Linked DNA regions of Sus scrofa: regions 2 and 3 are each linked to region 1. The links are chromatin contacts, called in public Hi-C and promoter capture Hi-C maps. All regions are on one chromosome and are shown on one strand. The core of a region is the stretch at or near the end of the contact, and the rest is flanking DNA. Distances in the headings are between cores, read along the strand shown.

Region 1 (3,250 bases), core at 531-3,030:
CTAATGTAACTATGGACTCTGGGTGACAATGACATGTCACTATGGATTCATCAACTGTAACAAATGGACCCCTCTGGTGGGGGGTGTCAATTGTGCAGAGGCAATGATGTTGGGGGGTAGGGGGCATGTGAGAAGTATCTGTACCTCCCAGCCAGTCTTGCTGTGAACCTAAAAGGCTACAAATGAACTTATTTGCAGAACAGAAACAGACTCACAGACTTTGAAAAATGTATGGTTATCAAAGGGGACCCATGGGGTAGGGGAGGGAGAGACAGGGGGTTTGGGATTGGCCTGTGCACACTGAGGTCTGTGGAATGATTGGCCAATGGGGACCGGCTGCATAGTGCAGAGAACTCCACCCAGTATTCTCTGATCATCAGCATGGGTGCAGAATCTGACAGAGAATGGATGTGTGTACATGGATAACGGAACCACTTTGTTGTACAGCAGAAAGGATCACAGGGTAAATCAACTATACTTCCATCAAACTTTTAAAAATGCAAAAAGAAGTAACTACAACAACAACAATTTTTTTTTTTTGAAAAGTGTATTTAGGAGTTCCCTGGCGGCCTAGTGGTTAAGGATTGGATGTTGTCACTGCTGTGGGCTCGGGTCACCGCTGTGGCGCAGGTTTGATCCCTGGCCTGGGAACTTCTGCATGCCATGGGTGTGGCCAAAATAAATAATTTTTGAAAATTTAAAAGTCTATTTAAAAATGTAAAAATCACAGAGTTCTATCATGGCTCATCGGGTTAAGGACACAGTGTAGGCGCCATAAGGATGCGGGTTGGATCCCCGGCCTTGCTCAGTGGGTTAAAGATCCAGCATTCCACAAGCTGGGCATAGGTAACAGGTGCGGCAGCATTTTTGTGGCTGTGGCATGGGCTGCAGCTGCAGCTCCCATTCAACCCCTAACCCAGGAACTTCCATATGCTGCCAGTGTGGCCCTACAAAGAAAAAACAAACAAAACAAGGAGTTCTCTTGTGGCACAGTGGATTAAGGACCCAGTGTTGTCACTGGAGCAGCTTGGGGTTGCTGCTGTGGCGTGGATTCGATCCCCGGCCTGGGAATTTCCATATGCCACAGGTGTGGCCAAAAAAATAAAAAAGCAGATTACAAAACAGTACATAAAGACGGATTTCTGGTGAAGGTTGGGCAAGTTCATTGTGGTCAGCACTGGGCGCCTCAGGAAAGGACAGGTGGGCAGGTGTTTTGCACACATCCTACAGACCAGGGCGTCACAGGAGCCGTGCGGCTTCACCTGGGGATCCGAGAAGGGGCAGGTGAGCCTGGCACAGCTTCAGCCATCTTGTCACCAGGAGGAGAGCTTGTCGAGAGAGAAGGCAAAGCCCAGGAAAGTAAAACCAAGAGAGAAAGCGAAAGTGAGTAGGACACTGGGTGTGGATGGTCTGAGGCTGTGGTTCCAACCTGGCTTGGAGCCATCTATTCCTGGACTTTTCAGGAAATAAATTCCTCCTTGTCAGCTTACCCTGACTTTCTGTCACTTGTAAACCCAAAGGGTCTGTGTGCCCTAAACACGAGCTCCCAGCTTATTCACCTTGCAAAGAGTCAGTTCCTGGAGACGAGCCACGGCACAGATGGGCTCACCAGGCGTCTTTCTGTTGGCACCTGGAGCACTTCCTCTCAGCGGGCACAGCCAGGTGGCACACCTCAGAAGGGATGCCTGGGGCCTGCCTGCCCCCTTCTCTGGGCCCAGGCCTGGGTCGAGGCTCCCCGGGGACAGAGGAAGTTCCTGCCTCAGGGCTGTGCTTCCGCTTTCCTTCTGCTTAAAAATTCTCCCCTCCCCACGCTGCCCTGGCCGCCTCCTCAGCCTCTCCTGTGACTCCATTAAACACCTCTTCCAAGAAGCCCTCCCTGACCATGCGGCTGAGGGAGACCCTTCTGTTCCTGCTTCAGTGTGCTCTGTGAGTGGTTCCCTTCTCACGTAGCAGCTTCATGAGGGCAGGGGCCCGATCTGTCCTGTTTACCACTGTGCCCCGAGCTCTATGCAGGGTCTGCCATAGCGTAGAAGTGTCATCCACTGCTGTTTGTTCAGAGATGAGTCATACACAGACAGATGGGTAAGGCTGGTGAGCAGCCCCAGTGCTGACCAGGTGGGTGGGGCTCGCCCAGATCTTCTTCCAGGGAGGGTATTTTCTTGCTCTTAACGGGGGACCCAGTGACACCAACTAGAGGACAGGTTCTGGCTCTGATGAAACCAGAACTTTCCCTCACTTGAGGGTCTTACCTGCTATCAGGGTGCAAAGCCCAGAGCTGGAGCCTGGGTACCACCTCCCAACTGGGGGTGGAAAGCCGAGGATGCCAACCAAAGCTGAAACCAGACCCACAGCTGAGGAGCTGGGCAGCAAGCAGGGCTGATCCGGGGTGCGGGGACGGGGCCAGGGCCAGGGGGCTAAAGAGAGGGAGCGAGACTCCAGCTGGTCTGGGATGATGCACATCTCAGACGGGTGATCCAGGCCATGTGGTCAGAGGCTGATTTCCCTTTGCAGTATTTGCCTTTCTTTCTGAGTAAATCGGTGAGAAGTCTTGGTGTGATGATCATGGGTCTCTAAGGCTTGTCTCTGTCTGTCTGTCTGTCTCTGTTTTTTTTTCAGGGCCGCAGTTTCGGCATATGGAGGTTCCCAGGCTAGGGGTCTAATTGGAGCTACAGCTGCCTTCCTACACCGCAGCCACAGCAATGCCAGATCCAAGCTGTGTTTGTGACCTACACCACAGCTCACAGCAATGCCAGATCACCGAGCAAGGCCAGGGATTGAACCCATGTCCTCATGGATACTAGTCAGATTTGTTTCCACTGAGCCATGACAGGAACTCCTCTCTTTCTTTCTTTCTTTCTTTAACCATACCTGAGGCATATAGTAGCTCATGGGCCAGTGATTGAACCCGCACCACAGCTTAACCAGAGCCACAGCAGTGGTAGTGTCCAATCCTTAACCTACTGACCCACCAGGGAACTCCCATCTCAGTCTCTCTCTCTCTCTCTGTTATTTGTTTTTTTTTTTTTTTCTTTTTAGAGCCACACCCTTGGCATATGAAGGTTCCCAGGCTAGGGGTCAAATTGGAGGTACAGCTGCCGGCCTACAGCACAGCCACAGCAACGCCAGATCCAAGCCGCATATGCCACCTACACCACAGCTCACGGCAATGCTGGATCCTTAACCCACTGAGCGAGGCCAGAGATCGAACCTGTATCCTCATGGACACCAGTCAGATTCGTCTCCACTGTGC
Region 2 (3,250 bases), core at 229-2,728, 130 kb before region 1:
ACAAAGAATGTAAAATATCTCATTATATGTTGAAATTTTTGATGGGCTAAATAAAATCTATTAACATGAGTTTCATGTTTCTTTTGTTCTTTCTTTCTCTTTTTTTTTTTTTTTTTTGTCTTTTTGCCTTTTCTAGGGCTGCACTCTTGGCACATGGAGGTTCCCAGGCTAGGCGTCTAATCAGAGCTACAACTGCCTGCCTACACCACAGCACCAGCAACGTGGGATCCCAGTCGCATCTGCAACCTACACCACAGCTCACGGCAATGCTGGATCCTTAACCTGCTGAGCAAGGCCAGGGATCGAACCCTCAACCTCATGGTTCCTAGTCAGATTCGTTAACCACTGAGCCACAACGGGAACTCCTCATCTGTTTCTTATACTTTTTTTTTTTTTTAATTTGGCTACTAGAAAGCTTAGAAATTACATATGTTGCTCACATGATCAGGAAGTGCTCTTCTAAGGAGTTGGCCAAAAGGGCAGAAATGAGCCTCCATTTTACAGACCAGAACACTGAGGCTTCTGCAGAGAATTCAGTGCAAGGGAGCCGAGCTGGTCTCCTCATTCCGATTGCATGGTTTTCTTTTCCCACGCCCAGACTGCCGAGTACTAGGACGAACTTAACAGGCCCACAGTGTCCTTAGCAGAGCAGGCGTTCTCTCAGAGAACCACAAAGGTAGAGTGGAACCCCTTGATGTCGCCCTCCCCTCCGCAGAGACCTCCCCAGACAAAACAAACAAGCCCTTGGGTCTGGCGAACGACAGCGGGGAGCGGAAACCAAGGAAGATCAAAGGCCCAGCGGTTACCCCCTTCCGGGCCGCACAGCTGGCAGCGTGCCCCGACCCCCGGCGGGCACCCACGGGCCCCTGGATGAGGACACAGAGCGATTGGCTGGCTACTCGTGGCTTTTGGACACTTGCAGCTGCTGGGAGTTGGCTGGACCCACAGCTGGCCGGAGGCGCAGTAGGGCTTCTCCAGAACAACCAAACCCAAACCCAGAGGTCGAGGGAGGGGAGGGGGCAGGCACGGGGTTGAGTAATAAGAGAACACTTTCTGCAAAAGTCAGGTCGTGCAAGACTGGGAGGGGCAAAGCAGCAGGGGCACAGAGCAGCGTCTCCTCTCCGACCTCAGTTTCATCACCTGTTAATTGGAGCCGCTGAGTCCTCCTCTCCGCTTCAAGGAAAAACTGAACTGAGGGATTGCACAGCACTGTTAGCGAGAGGATCGGTTGTTTTAAGAGAGGACCGGACCCAGCAGTACTCCTACTGGCCGGAGCTCCTTCACTTTCCCTCACCCCGGGTCTCCAATCCCTGGTCCCCAGCCCCCGGCGGGGTCAGAGACAGCAGCCTGGAGGGGGGCGCTGTGTCTAGTCCTGCAGCGCCTCTCCATGCTCCGCCCCCAGCTCGCCAGCCCCGCCCCAAGCCCTCCCCCTCTGCTGCTCGCCTCGCCTTTGATGCGCCGCGCCCGGCCAATGGGCGCGCGGGGAGGCGCGGGCAGCGGCGGCGGGCTGGGGGCACGGCGCGCCCGGGCGTCAGTCCGGTAGCGGCGGCGGCAGCAGGAACGCGTCCCGGCGCCGCCTCGGGCTCCGCTCTGCTCTGAGGCTGCTCCGGGAGGAGGAGAGCGAGGCGAGGGGCTGCGAGCCGTAGGGCCCTCGGGCCGGGCGCATGGCTTAGGGACGCCCCCGCCCGCTGCACCCCCAGCATGGGGAAACTTCACTCCAAGCCGGGTCAGTGTCCCCGCCCGCGCGCCGGCCCCTTGCCTCCCGCCGCCCTCGCCCCCGCGACTGCTAACTCTCTGCCTCTCCTTTCTTTCCGGCTCCCGCCGCCGCCGCCGCCGCGCGCGATGTGCCTGCAGCCGCCGTGTGCAAGCGCAGGGAGAGCCCGGAAGGTAGGGGCGCGCTGGGCACCGACGGGGGGGACAGACTGGGAAGCACCGCGGGCGTCGGCGGAATGGCCTAACCCGCGGGGATCTTATTACCAGGGCCACCCTCATCCCCAACTCCAGCCACCGGTCTCACAAACCCGCTCTTGGGAGGAGACTTTGTGCCCCCAGCTCTGTCCCAGCTCTCTCCACCAGCAAGCCTGTGCTAGCTCCTCTGACCCTCAACCCCTCCTCTTGGAGTACCTCAACCCCGCGCTCACTGCACCCCCTTTTCAGACTCCCAAGCCCCCTCTCCAAGACCCTTGCCCCTTCTCTTTCCGGCCCTCGGCTCTCTGCCCCGAGATCTTGGCTCCTGCGCCCCCTGCACCCCCTCTCCTGACCCTCAGTTCCCCTCATCCCCTCACCCCATGTTCAGTGCGCGGGTTTTCCGACCCGCATCTCTCGCCTCCGCCGTTCTGGCCTGTGTCGCTCGCTCTTCGGTCCTGGGGTATTGCTTCCCCTTGGCTCTCCCCTCAGAGTCTCTGCTCTTGGGATTTCGCTGGACCCCCTTCTTCCGATTACCCGCGTCCCTCTCTCGGACTGTGCTCTGTTCTCCATACCATCCCAGTCCCGCCGCCTCTGCCTCGCCCACTCTTTCTCCCCTCTCTCCTTTCTTGGGTAACTTTCAGCCTAGGGGGCCAGACTCAGGGGCTTCCTGTCGTCCCCGCTCCAGGTGACAGCTTCGCAGTGAGCGCCGCCTGGGCTCGGAAAGGCATCGAAGAGTGGATCGGGAGGCAGCGCTGCCCGGGTGGCAGCTCCGGACCCCGACAGCTGCGGGCGGTGGGCACCGTTGGCAGAGGAACCCGGGTACGATTTCCATCTACCCCCCCTCCCAACCTCAGAGCTGGGTCTCCATCCGCATCCCAACTTTTAGCACCCTCTTGGCACAGCTTCTAAGTTCAGAAATCCTTCTCAGCTGTCCTTGCCCCATTGACATGACCCTGTACCCCCATGCCAGGGGGAACCTTATTGGTGACACAGGTGGCAGTCTTCTTTCCAGTTGGGGGCAGAGGGCTGTCTGGGGGGAAGGGTCCTAGGTGAGGAAGTGGTACAGGTCTGGTTGATGGGGAAGCTTGCTTGTTCTGGAGGGATTTGGGGGCTTGCTCTTGTTTCTGTGGCCAGCATGCAGAGGTGGATAGGGAGTTGGGGCTAGGGAGAGAGGAAAGGCATATTGGGGTGTCTGGGTGGAAGGCAGGACTGTGCTGGCCTCTGAATGTGTTCCAACTGTCTGTGGCATTCATCAGTCCCATCTGCCCTGGAACCCCAGTGGAGCAGGCTGTGATCTGGGAGGGGCAGGACTGGGTAGGGGGGTGGGGGGAGAGCCAGGAGA
Region 3 (3,250 bases), core at 476-2,975, 70 kb after region 1:
GCAGTGCGATCACAGACTTGGGGGTGAGGATGGATTAAGGAGGTGTCGACTAAAGAAGTGCTCAACCTGAAAGTTGAGAGTTAAGTTTTATTGGGGGTGAAATTAGGACTTGAGCCCAGGAGACAGCATCTCAGGTAGCCCTGAGAAACCGAAGCGAGGGAGCAAGGGGGGAAGCTAGGATATACGAGTTTTTGCAACAAAGGGAAGGCAGTAGGAACAACAGATTTACAGAGAACCAGATTTACAGAAAATCTGTTTCTATGGGAAGATCTAATAAGGATCTGGGCTTACTGGAATCACTCCTTTGATATGCACCTCGGCTGTGGGCTAGTCTTCTTTGTTTCTTTCCTGAGTTCCCTCAGGGCTCACTGGCCCATCCTTGGGGGTGGCTGTTCTCACAGATGACCTTGACATCTTTTGTCCACTGAACTACAGCCCAGGAGGCAGTATTTCTTTTTTTTTTTTTTTGCTATTTCTTTGGGCCGCTCCCGCGGCATATGGAGGTTCCCAGACTAGGGGTCGAATTGGAGCTGTAGCCACCGGCCTATGCCAGAGCCACAGCAACGCGGGATCCGAGCCGAGTCTGCAACCTACACCACAGCTCACGGCAACGCCGGATCGTTAACCCACTGAGCAAGGGCAGGGACCGAACCCGCAACCTCATGGTTCCTAGTCGGATTCGTTAACCACTGCGCCACGACGGGAACTCCATGGAGGCAGTATTTCGGATAGCTCTGAAATAATGCCTCAAAGAGGAAAGGAGGGGTATCGAGATACGTCGTAAAGGTGAAGGGGGCAGTGCCTGCAGCCATGCACGCATTTTGTGAAAGTTGGCTGCTGGTCTCGTGAAGGTTACAACTAGTCAGAGACATCAGTCATCATTGATGGTTTCAGTGTTTTTCTGGACATGAGGAGATGCAAGTATTGGGCTCAGAAAATCCTCTCCTAAAGATAGCTAAGTATCCGAGGACCCGTTCTTCCAGTTTTCCCAGAGCACAGAGGGCCTCAGTCCCGGTCTCCACCCTGAGCTCTGGGGCTGCTTCGGTTTGGTAGCTTCAGTGGCTCATATTTTACTCCACGTAGAGACAGATGGCAAGGGCCAAACTTCAGTTCACAGAGGAGCAAGAGTGGATTGAGGCTGAGGGTTTCAAAAGATGTCCATTTCATTCTGGGTGTTTATGGTCATGGAGATGGGTGGCTTGTTTACTAGTACTGTTAGGTAATCATTCATGTGACTTCTTTTATGTACTCAATGGTTTAAATTCCCCAGATCTTCAGAAATGTCACTTTCCACTGGGGAAATTTTCCCTCTCATGATTAAACACACACACACACACACACACACACACACCCCTACCTTCCTTCTTCAGTATTAATCACCTTCTCCTATAATTGGTACTTAAAATGTCAAAGGAGAAGGAATTAATTAACAGGAGTATCCAGTGCAGCAAGGCATGCTGCAAGGCTCTGGGACTGCTTATAAAAAGCACTTCCTTAAATATTTTGAGCACTTTTGGGAATCAGAAACCTCCCTTCTAATTGAAAGATCCTTAACTATACCCCAAGTGCTGGCTGAGGGCCAGGGGTGCAGAGCTGAGAGAGGAGGCCTATGGAAATTCCTTCTCCACCATTCTAGGGAAACCTGTCTCCAAACTGGGAAGAGGGGGCAACAGAGGTTCAGAAACACGGGTCCCAGACAGAATCCGAGGGCGAAGAAAAGACTTAATATTGCCGAGCTCCTGCTGTGTGTCAGGACCTTTACATACGATATTTCACAACGCTCCTGTAAGACAGGTGATACGGTTATCTCCATTTTACAGATGGGGAAACTGAGGCTCAGAGTAGTTGTGAGTTCCCCATGTCTTGCAGTTGCTAAATGAAAGTTCAAAGGACTCAAACCTAGGTCTCGTTCTAAAGCTTTGCTTTTTCATGGAATCCTAAAAGCATTCCCACCTGGCTTCTGGGTTGCTCCCCACCCTAGCCCCAAACTCGCAACCAACAGGAGTTTTGACAGCTAAGCCTGAAGCCAAGACCTGGGCCTGGGAGGTGGAACCGGGAGCAGCACAGGGCCCCGCCCTGGCTCCGGTATCAGCCAATGGTGCTACGGCACCGACAATCTTTAGTCCAATCAGCCTGAGCTCCCCGCCCCCATCCCCCATTTTCTCCTCCCCGCCCCTCCGCTTTCCCTTTGGCTCCACCGAGCTTGACCGAGCGGAAAGTCCCTTCAGTCCGCTCCGGGCTGGCAGCCATTGGAGGAAGGTCTGTCACAGGGAGGCCCAATCAGAGCGTGCGCAGGAACATAGTTCCGGCGGCGATTGGTTAGCGCGACGGTTGTCCCTACCGCCCCCGCTCCCTCCCTCCCTCCCTGGGCGGTTCGGAGGCGGGGCAGGTGGGGGCGGGCCCAGGTAGCAGGTTAGGCTGCGCGGGGCTCCGCGCGTCGGAGGTAAATACTAGGGCGGTGGGTGTGGGGCGCCAGGGCTGGTCTGGGACTCGGGCTAGCGAGGCTGGGGAAGGGGCGACGCCCGGCCACCCAAGGTGAGTGAGTGAGCCGGCGGCCGAGCGGGCGAGCGACGGGCGGCCCGGCCCCTTGGGCACCCCTCCCCGGCCTTTGGGCGCCTCGAGCTGTCGCTTCGGTCGTCGGGCCCTCGGCGCCGGCCCGTTACTTGCCCTGGCCCTTAGCAGGGCCAGGCCCGCGGGGTGCTGAGCCCACTGACGTCAGCCCGGGCTTCCCCACCACCAGGGCTTCCCCACCCCCCGGGGCCTTCCTGAGAGGGCTCCCGAATCGTGGGACCATGTCGCCGCCGCCGGGACCTCCGGAGAAGAGAGGACTTTGGGGTGGGAGCAGCGCAGGAAACCGTCTCCCCCTTGGGTCCCCCCCCATTTACAGGTGGCGAAACCGAGGCACCGGCCACTGGCCGGCTCCCGACAGCCAGGGTTGGCATCGAGAGCCTAGGCTGTAATATGTCACATCGGTGCTTTGGGGCGTATCGGTCGATCGGTTTTAGGGTGTTTGTGGCTCCCGTCCAGGAAGAGCAGTCGGGGTTCTGGCCTCCTTAATGGCGTGTTGTGCTTTTTCTTTCAGTTTCCCCCTTTCCAGGGTGAGGATGGTTTTATACAACAACCTGGAGTTCTTTAGTTGAAAGGTGCGCTCTGTTGAAGCAAGGTATTCATTCTTTTCTTTCTTTTTGTTTTTTCTTTATTGTCAAATTAACAGTCTGTAGGGAAAAGCGTGAGGTCTTGAGGGAAGATA

The links. Promoter capture Hi-C pulls out the DNA fragments that hold promoters and counts their contacts. Hi-C and Micro-C count contacts between places; a contact is called where the count stands out from the background.
Region 2: a promoter capture Hi-C map of liver shows a contact between it and region 1, with 4 times the contacts expected there. The contact joins the promoter of NKD1 here to the enhancer-like site in region 1. A contact is called at or near these places in 2 of 5 promoter capture datasets (fetal liver and liver) and 8 of 47 Hi-C or Micro-C datasets (alveolar macrophages, embryonic fibroblasts, epiblast stem cells and 4 more).
Region 3: a contact with region 1 is called in a Hi-C map of liver, with 5 times the contacts expected there. The contact joins the promoter of CYLD here to the enhancer-like site in region 1. A contact is called at or near these places in 6 of 47 Hi-C or Micro-C datasets (blood, liver and skeletal muscle) and 1 of 2 datasets of contacts at active chromatin or transcription factors (alveolar macrophages).

The regions. Positions count from the first base shown.
Region 1 is chr6:34,190,576-34,193,825 of Sscrofa11.1, reverse strand. No RefSeq gene overlaps it. Among named protein-coding and RNA genes, the nearest start is that of SNX20, 15 kb to the right of the region's middle. Within about 2 kb of position 1,780, at least 24 of the 83 cell types and tissues checked have an H3K27ac peak or open chromatin away from gene starts, as enhancers often do. A contact at or near this core is called in alveolar macrophages, liver and subcutaneous adipose tissue, where this site is marked.
Region 2 is chr6:34,317,812-34,321,061 of Sscrofa11.1, reverse strand. It overlaps NKD1 (protein naked cuticle homolog 1), which reads left to right and starts at 1,478. Exons shown (of 10, transcript XM_021094196.1): 1 at 1,478-1,726; 2 at 1,855-1,887; 3 at 2,594-2,727. The coding sequence starts at 1,702.
Region 3 is chr6:34,120,414-34,123,663 of Sscrofa11.1, reverse strand. CYLD (ubiquitin carboxyl-terminal hydrolase CYLD) reads left to right here and starts at 1,725. Exons shown (of 18, transcript XM_021094191.1): 1 at 1,725-2,535; 2 at 3,083-3,143.